Linked DNA regions of Mus musculus: regions 1 and 3 are each linked to region 2. Evidence: chromatin contacts called from public HiChIP or PLAC-seq and promoter capture Hi-C data. All regions are on one chromosome and are shown on one strand. The core of a region is the stretch at or near the end of the contact, and the rest is flanking DNA. Distances in the headings are between cores, read along the strand shown. Region 1 overlaps Dgkh (diacylglycerol kinase, eta). Region 2 holds the start of Naa16 (N(alpha)-acetyltransferase 16, NatA auxiliary subunit). Region 3 holds the start of Dgkh (diacylglycerol kinase, eta).

The links. HiChIP or PLAC-seq counts read pairs in DNA pulled down with a chosen protein or histone mark. Capture Hi-C pulls out chosen DNA fragments and counts their contacts.
Region 1: an H3K27ac HiChIP or PLAC-seq map of T-cell acute lymphoblastic leukemia shows a contact between it and region 2, with 7 times the contacts expected there. The contact joins the enhancer-like site here to the promoter of Naa16 in region 2. A contact is called at or near these places in 5 of 39 promoter capture datasets (cranial neural crest, frontonasal cranial neural crest, hippocampal neurons and 2 more), 4 of 115 datasets of contacts at active chromatin or transcription factors (T-cell acute lymphoblastic leukemia, acute myeloid leukemia and stem cell-derived neural progenitor cells) and 1 of 9 other capture datasets (adipose tissue).
Region 3: a promoter capture Hi-C map of adipose tissue shows a contact between it and region 2. The contact joins the promoter of Dgkh here to the promoter of Naa16 in region 2. A contact is called at or near these places in 2 of 39 promoter capture datasets (hippocampal neurons and pre-B cells), 2 of 115 datasets of contacts at active chromatin or transcription factors (bone marrow-derived macrophages and embryonic hindbrain) and 1 of 9 other capture datasets (adipose tissue).

What each region holds. Positions count from the first base shown.
Region 1 is chr14:78,617,554-78,620,253 of GRCm38.p6, forward strand. Dgkh (diacylglycerol kinase, eta) reads right to left here. Exons shown (of 30, transcript NM_001081336.2): 9 at 2,219-2,321; 10 at 970-1,129. Among named protein-coding and RNA genes, the nearest start is that of Gm26251, 15 kb to the left of the region's middle. Within about 2 kb of position 1,363, at least 25 of the 459 cell types and tissues checked have an H3K27ac peak or open chromatin away from gene starts, as enhancers often do. A contact at or near this core is called in T-cell acute lymphoblastic leukemia, where this site is marked.
Region 2 is chr14:79,389,290-79,391,989 of GRCm38.p6, forward strand. It overlaps Naa16 (N(alpha)-acetyltransferase 16, NatA auxiliary subunit), which reads right to left and starts at 1,379. Exons shown (of 20, transcript NM_025832.2): 1 at 1,273-1,379. The coding sequence starts at 1,326.
Region 3 is chr14:78,731,328-78,734,122 of GRCm38.p6, forward strand. Dgkh (diacylglycerol kinase, eta) reads right to left here and starts at 1,402. Exons shown (of 30, transcript NM_001081336.2): 1 at 1,031-1,402. The coding sequence starts at 1,090.

The sequences.
Region 1 (2,700 bases), core at 113-2,612, 770 kb before region 2:
CACAGAAAATGTATACATATACCATCACACACAGTCACCGAAAGGGGGTGAAGGACCTAAGGTGTATCCTCACAGTGAAAATGTCAGGCAGTTCACAGTCATGTTTAGACTTTAAGTTATACAGCATCACAGAACGGTCAACAAAATTCCCTTAGCATTTATCAAGGTCAGCCCAAGACCCTTCCGGGCTGAAGTACTAAACAGACCCCCTTTAGTTAGGTCATGCACTGTGTGTGTATTTTCTATGAAGATAAGTCTCTGATATTTGTATTTTACATCTATGCAAGTTTATGTGACATACACTTAAAATACTTTTGTACACATTTTAGAATTTGAAAGTTAGGCTAACAAGTTTGGAATTGATATCAGAAAGCTGAATAACATCAGGAAGTTTTGTGTTAAAATCTCTAATTAAGGAGCATATCTTTAATCCCAGCACTCAGGAGGGAGAGACAAGCTATCCCCTGTAAGTCCCAGGCCAGCCTAGTTCTCACAGACTTCAGCCAGGGCCTCACAGTCCTGTCTCAAAAAGCAAAAAAACAAAACAAACAAACAACAACAGATAAAGAGAAAGTTAAGCTAGAGCCATAACTTAATGAGGAGGGCCTGCTCTTCTATAGAGTCAATCACCAGCACCATTCAAAAAGAACAATACTGAACCTAAAGTCGACAAAGCTCAAATGTAGGGACGCATGAGAGCAACAAAGATGTCTAACGGAAAGTGTAATTTTTCTAGGTTTGTTGGTTTAGTTTGGTTTTCGGAGACAGGGTTTCTCAGTGTGGCCCTAGCTGTCCTGGACCTCCAAAGGCAGAGTTCCAATTGTCTCTGCCTCCCAAGTACTGGGATTAAAATTGTGCGCCACTACCACCTAGCTTGGACATTAATTTCATGAGCAGCAGAGCCAGGCACATCTCTCTCATGCTTAGAACTGAATTTTACTCGAGTAGGATTTATCATAAATGAATTACCCTAAATAAGGCCCTCCGTTCATTAAATCAAACACCTGAGCTGGGTTGAGCAACTGTTTAAAGCGACGAAGGAACTTCACTCCCTGATTATCTCCACTCTTAGAGTTGACGAACACCAAGAGGGGGCTGACACAGAACGAAAAGGTTGCTCGACAGAAACCTGCAAAAACAAGCCCGGGACAAGATTAATATGCACTTCTTCTCTCTTCAATTATTAATAGGTATTCAGAAAAGGAAGAAAAATGGGTGAAAGCAAGGAACCTTCCTTCCTTAATGCTGGCGCATCACCGTAACCTAGTCCCCTGGCTAAACGGTTCAGTATCTGCATCCTAGCAATCTAAAACTCATGTTTTAGCATATACTTTGCAGTGAGGAACCACATCACAGACAATAACCACCAACCTTACCAATCTTGATAAGGAAAGGAAAGCTAAGGGTTTACAGTTCTCAAACGACTCATGCCCATACTTGGTATTTTACAATATTCTAATTGTTCTTTGTATAGGTCTAAGAAAATACGTTAAAATGAATGAAGGATCTATTGGGGGTGGGGAGAGCTGTCAAGAACACATCCCCTGAGCTTCGCAGCCATCTGCACAGCTGTTACACGCCTGTGCAGGAAGCACAACAGAAGACTAAAACGACACATTGCAGAAGCCATTTGTAACGTGGCGTGCAGAGGAGGAAGTAACGAGTGTCCCATTCTAAAACCGGTGATGTCACAAAGTCTCCTCTGCACTTACAGTTAAGCCCTGGCCAGATTCTAGAAATAGCAAATGCATTTAGAGGAATACAGATTCCTGCAATTAAATGACAGGAGAGCAAATCTTAATAGGAGCCCATGCTAATGGGCAGTTTCAATTATGGTGAGAGAACACAGACACGTTAACCTTTCAGGAGTTCAGTACAAAATGACGGTCCCCCTTCATTTGTTGGGATGTGAAAAAAAACAAAAACCAATAACCTGCAAGTCTTGTGTACAATGATCTGGCCAAAGTGTTAATGGCTGCACTACAACTTTCCTTTCAAAATATTCATTTGAGCTGGGGATGTAGCTCTGTGGTTGGACGTATGCTTAGCTCTTCAGGATCATTTATGCCCAGCATCACAAGAATCAACTAATTAAGCAACCAAATATACCGTCCAGCATTTATAAAAACTGACCAGAATAATCAATTACAATGTATCATATGAAATTCAATCAACAGTAAATACGCTAGAAATACACATACTTACTACTGCTACGTACCATCAGAGTCTGTGCTATTTAGTGCAATCGGAGGTATGATGGAGACTTTACACTGGCCAAGGGGACAGACGGGATGGTACACATCTTTGCAGGCAGTGTGCACCTGACAATAAACAAAGAAACCTTCAAGAACTGTAAAAACAACAAACCAACACGTGATAAATGACCCCGACAGACCTGTCTGTTCAGGATCAACATCATCACAAAATGTTCAGTGTTTAGGAAACCACTGAAGGTGTATTTACCCTTCTGGGAAATAAGCTTGCACTGTATGTGAGTGACTCTGCCCAGAGCAGTCTACTCCTATGGTTATCTAAAGTAAGTGTTATGTAGTGAGTGCATGCTTAGTGGAGGGAAGCCGGAAGAGATGATATGGAGGAGGAAGAGAGGGAGAGTGGGGAGGGAAGAAAGAGGAAGGATGGAGGGACAGTATCTCAATGTCATGGTCATAAAATTTAATAAAAATAAATAAAATCTGCCAT
Region 2 (2,700 bases), core at 129-2,628:
CAAACTGAGATTTGAAACATTATCATCCCAAGGCTAGATGTGGTATCCAGAACTGTAATCCCATCACCCTCCAGGCAAAAGCAGATGAGTTCAAGGTTATTTTTGGCCAACCTGAAATATATGGCCATCTCAAAAAAAAAAAAAAAAAAAGAAAGAAAGAAAAAGAAAAAAAAAGAAAAAAAAAAAAGAAAAAAAGTAGTCCCCTAGTCCACTTGTATCATTGTTAACATTCTCAATGCTACATGTCAAGCTTCTGTTGGCTTGAGCCAGTACTAAGTGTAACATTTTGTCAGGTGATGGCAACAAAGTATTAAGATCAGTGTTTCCTTACTCAACAGCTAACGCTATTCAGCCACGTGCTCTCAATACAAATTCACCCTGAAATCTAAAAGCTTGCCCAGCAAGTAGCACATTCTCAAATTAAAAGGGCAGCTTAGAACATACCGCTATTAACTCATTTTCTTTTCTAAATCTTTAAGAGCCCCGCAACATACAGAGAAGAAGCGTGTCACCTCTCTCCTCCCTGAAAGGATATAACCTGGTCAAGGTGCCAAGGTGGCAGATATGCTGGCACACTCCCCAGAGAAAACTTCTTGTCTGGGCACAGTGGCAAATGCCTTGAATCCCAGCACTCGAGAGGCAAAAAAAAAAAAAGCAGCTCTAAAATCTAGGCTAGCTTTGTCTGCATAGAGAGATCCAGGCCAGCCAGGGCTACAGAGTGAGCATGTCTTAAGTAAACTTTAAAAACGTAAAACCGAACCTCGTTTAGCTGGGCATGGGTCTAACATGACCAAGGCAACTTGTTATTAATCATCATTATTACTATTCTTATTCAGGCTTCAAAGCCACGTAAAGGGTCTCAAGCACAAAGCCCTTCTCCGCAGCTTTCATCACGAGGACGAGTTAGAAGCAAGTTTCTGGCAAATCACTTCCAAAACCGGGCCCGCACAAACATGCAAACTCTCCCGCACAGAGGCATGGGCTCCCGAGGATCGCGGGCTCCATGTTCCCGTACCCCGCAAGCAGCGGTGCTTGGCCCAGCCTGGACCCGAAGCAGCTCGGACTACTCCGAGGGGAGGACTGCAGGGACCCGCTGAGCCCGGCGCCGGGGTTCCGGCGACTCGGCCGGGGAACTTTCTGGAAAGCTCCCGCAGTGGGGAGCTCCAGAGTCAGGGAGGGAGCGCCGCGGGGGAACGGAAGGAGAAGCGGCCGGAGGAGAGCCCGGCTCGGTGGGAAAGAAAGCGCGCAGGGGTCGGGCGGGCCACCGCTCACCAGCACGCGCTTGAAGAGGGCGCTCTCCTTGGCGGGCAGCTGCACGCAGGGCATCGTGGCGGCGATGGGGAGGCCTGCTCGAGCGACCAGCCAGGACCCGGGCCGCGGGTTACCTCGGCGGGATGCCACGGGAAGCGGAACACAGCGCACTCCAGTGGGCGGCCCGGGAGGGAAGCCCGCGCGCGCCAAGATGGCGACCAGGGCTCGCCCCGCCCCCCCGCGGGGTGCGCATGCGCAGTCTCGCGGCCAAGAGAAAGACTAGACTCTTCTCACCCGGGAGGTCTCCGGGTCGGTGCAGGGCTGTGGCTCCTGTCACGTCTTAAGCGCCTAGTCATTTACTCGCCCTAATCTCTGGACTGTTCGTCTCACGCTGGTTATTAGGCTTCTGTCCTAGATGATGTAAAACTGTTTTCCGAGTTAACTTTTATTCTTTTGTGCAGTGGAAACCCTGCTTAATACCACGAACACTCTTGGTTTAGAATCCATTTGTCCTTCCTTTTCTTGCTGTTTTTAAAAGGACTCTTAAAAAGAAGCCTTAAACCGGGCGGTGGTGGCGCACGCCTTTAATCGCCTTTAATCCCAGCACTAGTTCTGAGTTCGAGGCCAGCCTGGTCTACAGAGTGAGTTCCAGGACAGTCAGGGCTATACAGAGAAACCCTGTTTCGAAAAACAAAAAACAACAACAAAAAAAGAAGCCTTATCTTTTCATTGCATATGAAAGTAGTGATCAGACCTTGAAATGATGGAACTGGCGAGACAGCCCCTTTAGGCAAAGGATAGGAAGGAGAAAAAAAAAAAAAAGTCTCAGCCGCGAGGGAACCCAACATTTTCAGTAATAATTGCAGAATTTTTACAGATCTACTGATCCTCGAGTCTACTGCCTCTTTCACCACATAGACTACCCAATAATGGGAAAAACAGGATACAATCCTAGAATGTTTCAGGGATGACTTCTCCAAAAAAATGAAACATACTAACAACACGCAAGAACATACAGATAGACATCTGTGACAAGAAGGATCACATACCAGATGTTGGTGTAGTATTAAAAGGTGTGTGTAAACATATGTATATAAACATATAAATTCTGAATCCTAATTTCTGCACGTGCCTGTAGTAATAGTACTGGAAAATCAAGGGCAAGAGGATTACAAGTTCAAAGCCAGGCTAGGCTATGTAGTGAGAGCCTTTTTTTTTTTTTTTTTTTTAAGGGGACGGAAGAAGCTACAGGAATCGGGAAATGGCACATCCTATAAAGTTCATTCTCCAGAACCCTTTTGCTTGTTTTGTTTTTCAGAGACAGGGTTTCTCTGTGTACCCTTCGCTGTCCTGGAACTCACTCTGTAGACCAGGCTAACCTCAAACTCAGAAATCTGCCTACCTCTGCCTCCCTAAAGCTGGGATCAAAGGCGTGCGCCACCACTGTCT
Region 3 (2,795 bases), core at 152-2,651, 660 kb before region 2:
GAAGGACACTCCTGAAAGGTCAGGAAGCAGGAGGCAGCGAATCGTACCCTGGCAAACCGGCTGGAAGTCTATGGGTAAGAAAAGGAGAAGCAAGCCTGGCACCTGACCTACAAGCTCTCAACAGGCAGAGGGCCCGCCTGAGCAGACTCAGGAAGTCCCTGGGAAAACATCATCAGAACAGCACCGCAGCAAGGATGAAGCCAGAAATTTTGGACCAGGCTTTTGAGACGGTTCACAACGTCAATCAAAAAGGACTAAGAAATACGTAGATAGGGTATGCAGAGCCAAAATTCATTGCCCACTCAAGATTACAAGGGTCTACGCAGGACGGGGATTCCTGGGAGGAATCCCTGAAGGGATGGATGGATAACAGACGGCTCAGTTTGAGGTGCAAGAAATAAGTTAAAGGAGTTTAGGGAATAAATCCAAAGACCTCGACTCTTCTCACACGCAACACTCTGAGCCCCTAAAGTGACTCAATCTACGCGTGGCGTGTGCTGTGAGATCCAGGCGAAAGCGAAGTTAGCCGGTGGCTGGATCCCGGTCCAGGTCCCCTGACCCTCGGAACTGTTCAGGGCAGCCGCGGCCACTCGAGTCGGAGGCGTGGCTCTGGGCTTCTGGCAGCCACCAGCCTCCACAGGCGGCGGTCCTTGGGAACCTGCGTGCCCAGGTGACTGCCAGGGCGCGGTCAAGAGGTGAGCCCCGTCTCCTCCCGGCGCCACCCGCTGACCGCGCAACCCCGTCGCCTCCACTCCCCGGGCCGCCGCGCCACACTCGGGAATGAAGTGCAAAGTTGGGAAAAGGATGAAGCGCGGAAACGGTCCTCTAAGGACCGTCGCCAGAGGCCGACCGGACAAAGGCGCTTCGGGCGGCGAGCAAGGAGGAGCCCGGGCGCCGGAGGAAGCGCTGCCCCGGCTGGGAAGCAGCTGGGGACCTCATCCCGGACCGCTTCCTGAACGGAACATGGGCCGGGAGGGGGAGGCAGGGAGCAAGGACAAGCGGGAGGGGTGGGCGCGGGCGCGGTACCCACCGGTTCCTCCCAGGCCGGGCTCTGGGCTCCAAGCACGGGGCGCACGTGCTGAGGCTCCATCGCGCCGGCCCGCGCCCGCTGGCCGCCGGGGCGCACGGACACCGGCCCCCGCTGCCGCTGCCGCTGCCGCCGCCGCTGCCGCCGCCGCTGCCTGCGCCTCCCTCGCTGGGATCGCTGTCGCTGCCGCCGCCGCTGCCTGCGCCTCCCTCGCTGGGATCGCTGTCGCTGCCGCCCTGGCTCCTGCCCGGGGCCAGCCACGGGCCCTCCCGCGTTCTCTGGCTTCCGCCGCGCTCGCCCGCCCCCGCGCCGGTCCCTTCCTCCGCCACCGCCTCCGCAGCCGCCTGAGTCCCGCTCCACGGCGCGGCGGCGAGCGCTCGGCTCCTCAAGCCGCCGCCGCCTCCCACGGCCGCAGAATCCGCCCCTCTCTCTCTCCTGTCTCCGCCTCCGACTCCCTCCCCTTTTCTCCCGCCGTCCGCCCCTCCCCCAGCGGCCCCTCCCGGCGGGCGGCCCGGGACGCACGTGACCCCCCTGCCAGGCCATATAAGGCGCGGAACCGAAAGCAGCCACCGGGTGGTCACGGGCACCGGGCAGTGGTGCGGCTAAAAGAGGCAACCGCGCCGCGGGGCCCGGATCGCCAGAAGAATCGGGGGATGTCGGGGATGAGTAGCTTGCGCCGGACGAGCGGAACCTGGCACCCTTTCCCCTTGGCATCCCTCGCCACGGGTGCCTGTAGCCCCCGACGGCCGCCTCGGGAGCTAAACCTGGAGCCAATTGCCCAGGACAGTACCTGGCTTCAACAGAGCGAGGCTGCGCTTCGCACCCCTGAGCCACTCCCAAGCACCTATTCCGGCAGCTGAGATGTCTGGCTGGGCTGTCTGGGGAGCCCTGCTTTTGTTCATTTTCTATGGCTGAAAGATTTCGTGGAAAGAAAACCAGCTAAGGAGCCGGTCTGTGGTCCGCTGTGAGCGCTCTGCTCAAATTAGGGACAGGGGCAGTTCCGAGAGAGAGCTCAAATGTCAACTGTCTCTCCTGCTGCTCTCCGGGAAAAAGAAAATGAAAATTGCAACAAGCAATTTTTTAAATCATCTTTCCTGAAATCATCTTTACTGGCAGTGAAGATGGTTTCCATCTAGTTGCAAACCGAGCAGTGACTGCATTTGCATGGGTCATTTCCTCTCTCGTGGACTTCAGACTCCTGCCAGCACCATCTTCTGGCCCTTAGTCTGGTAGACAGATGAATTCACACGTTTTGAAACCGAAAAATCAAAACACTACTTGATCCAGCATGCTCCCACGTCATACTAATTTCCGAGGCTAATATTCCGCTGAAGCTACACTCATAAAGGTCACCTAAGGATTGTGGAGAGAGCTAAGCCACTGGATGGTTTCCAGCCCTCACTTTCTATAACTTGACTGACTAAATTTGCATTCCTGAATCTCTCCTTTAAATGGGCCCTTGGACTGTTGGGTCTTCTTTGTTAGTGACTATGCTTTGTTCAGTGGCCTCCAACCTGCTGCCTAAATAGCCTGTCCTTCATTTACTTTGAATGAGGTTTAAGTGGGGTGAGTGAGCAGTCTGACCATGCTGCGTTTACCTCAGCCCTGGGATCACAGCTGAACACTGGGGCTCACTCAAAACCAGCCCTTCATTCCATCTAGGTGAGCATTCTACCTGCCGACTGAGCTATCCCAGACCGGAAGCGAACTTCTCTTTTTCAAGCATATTGTTACTTTTTTTTTTTTTGACTTTTCTTTTTCACTTAGG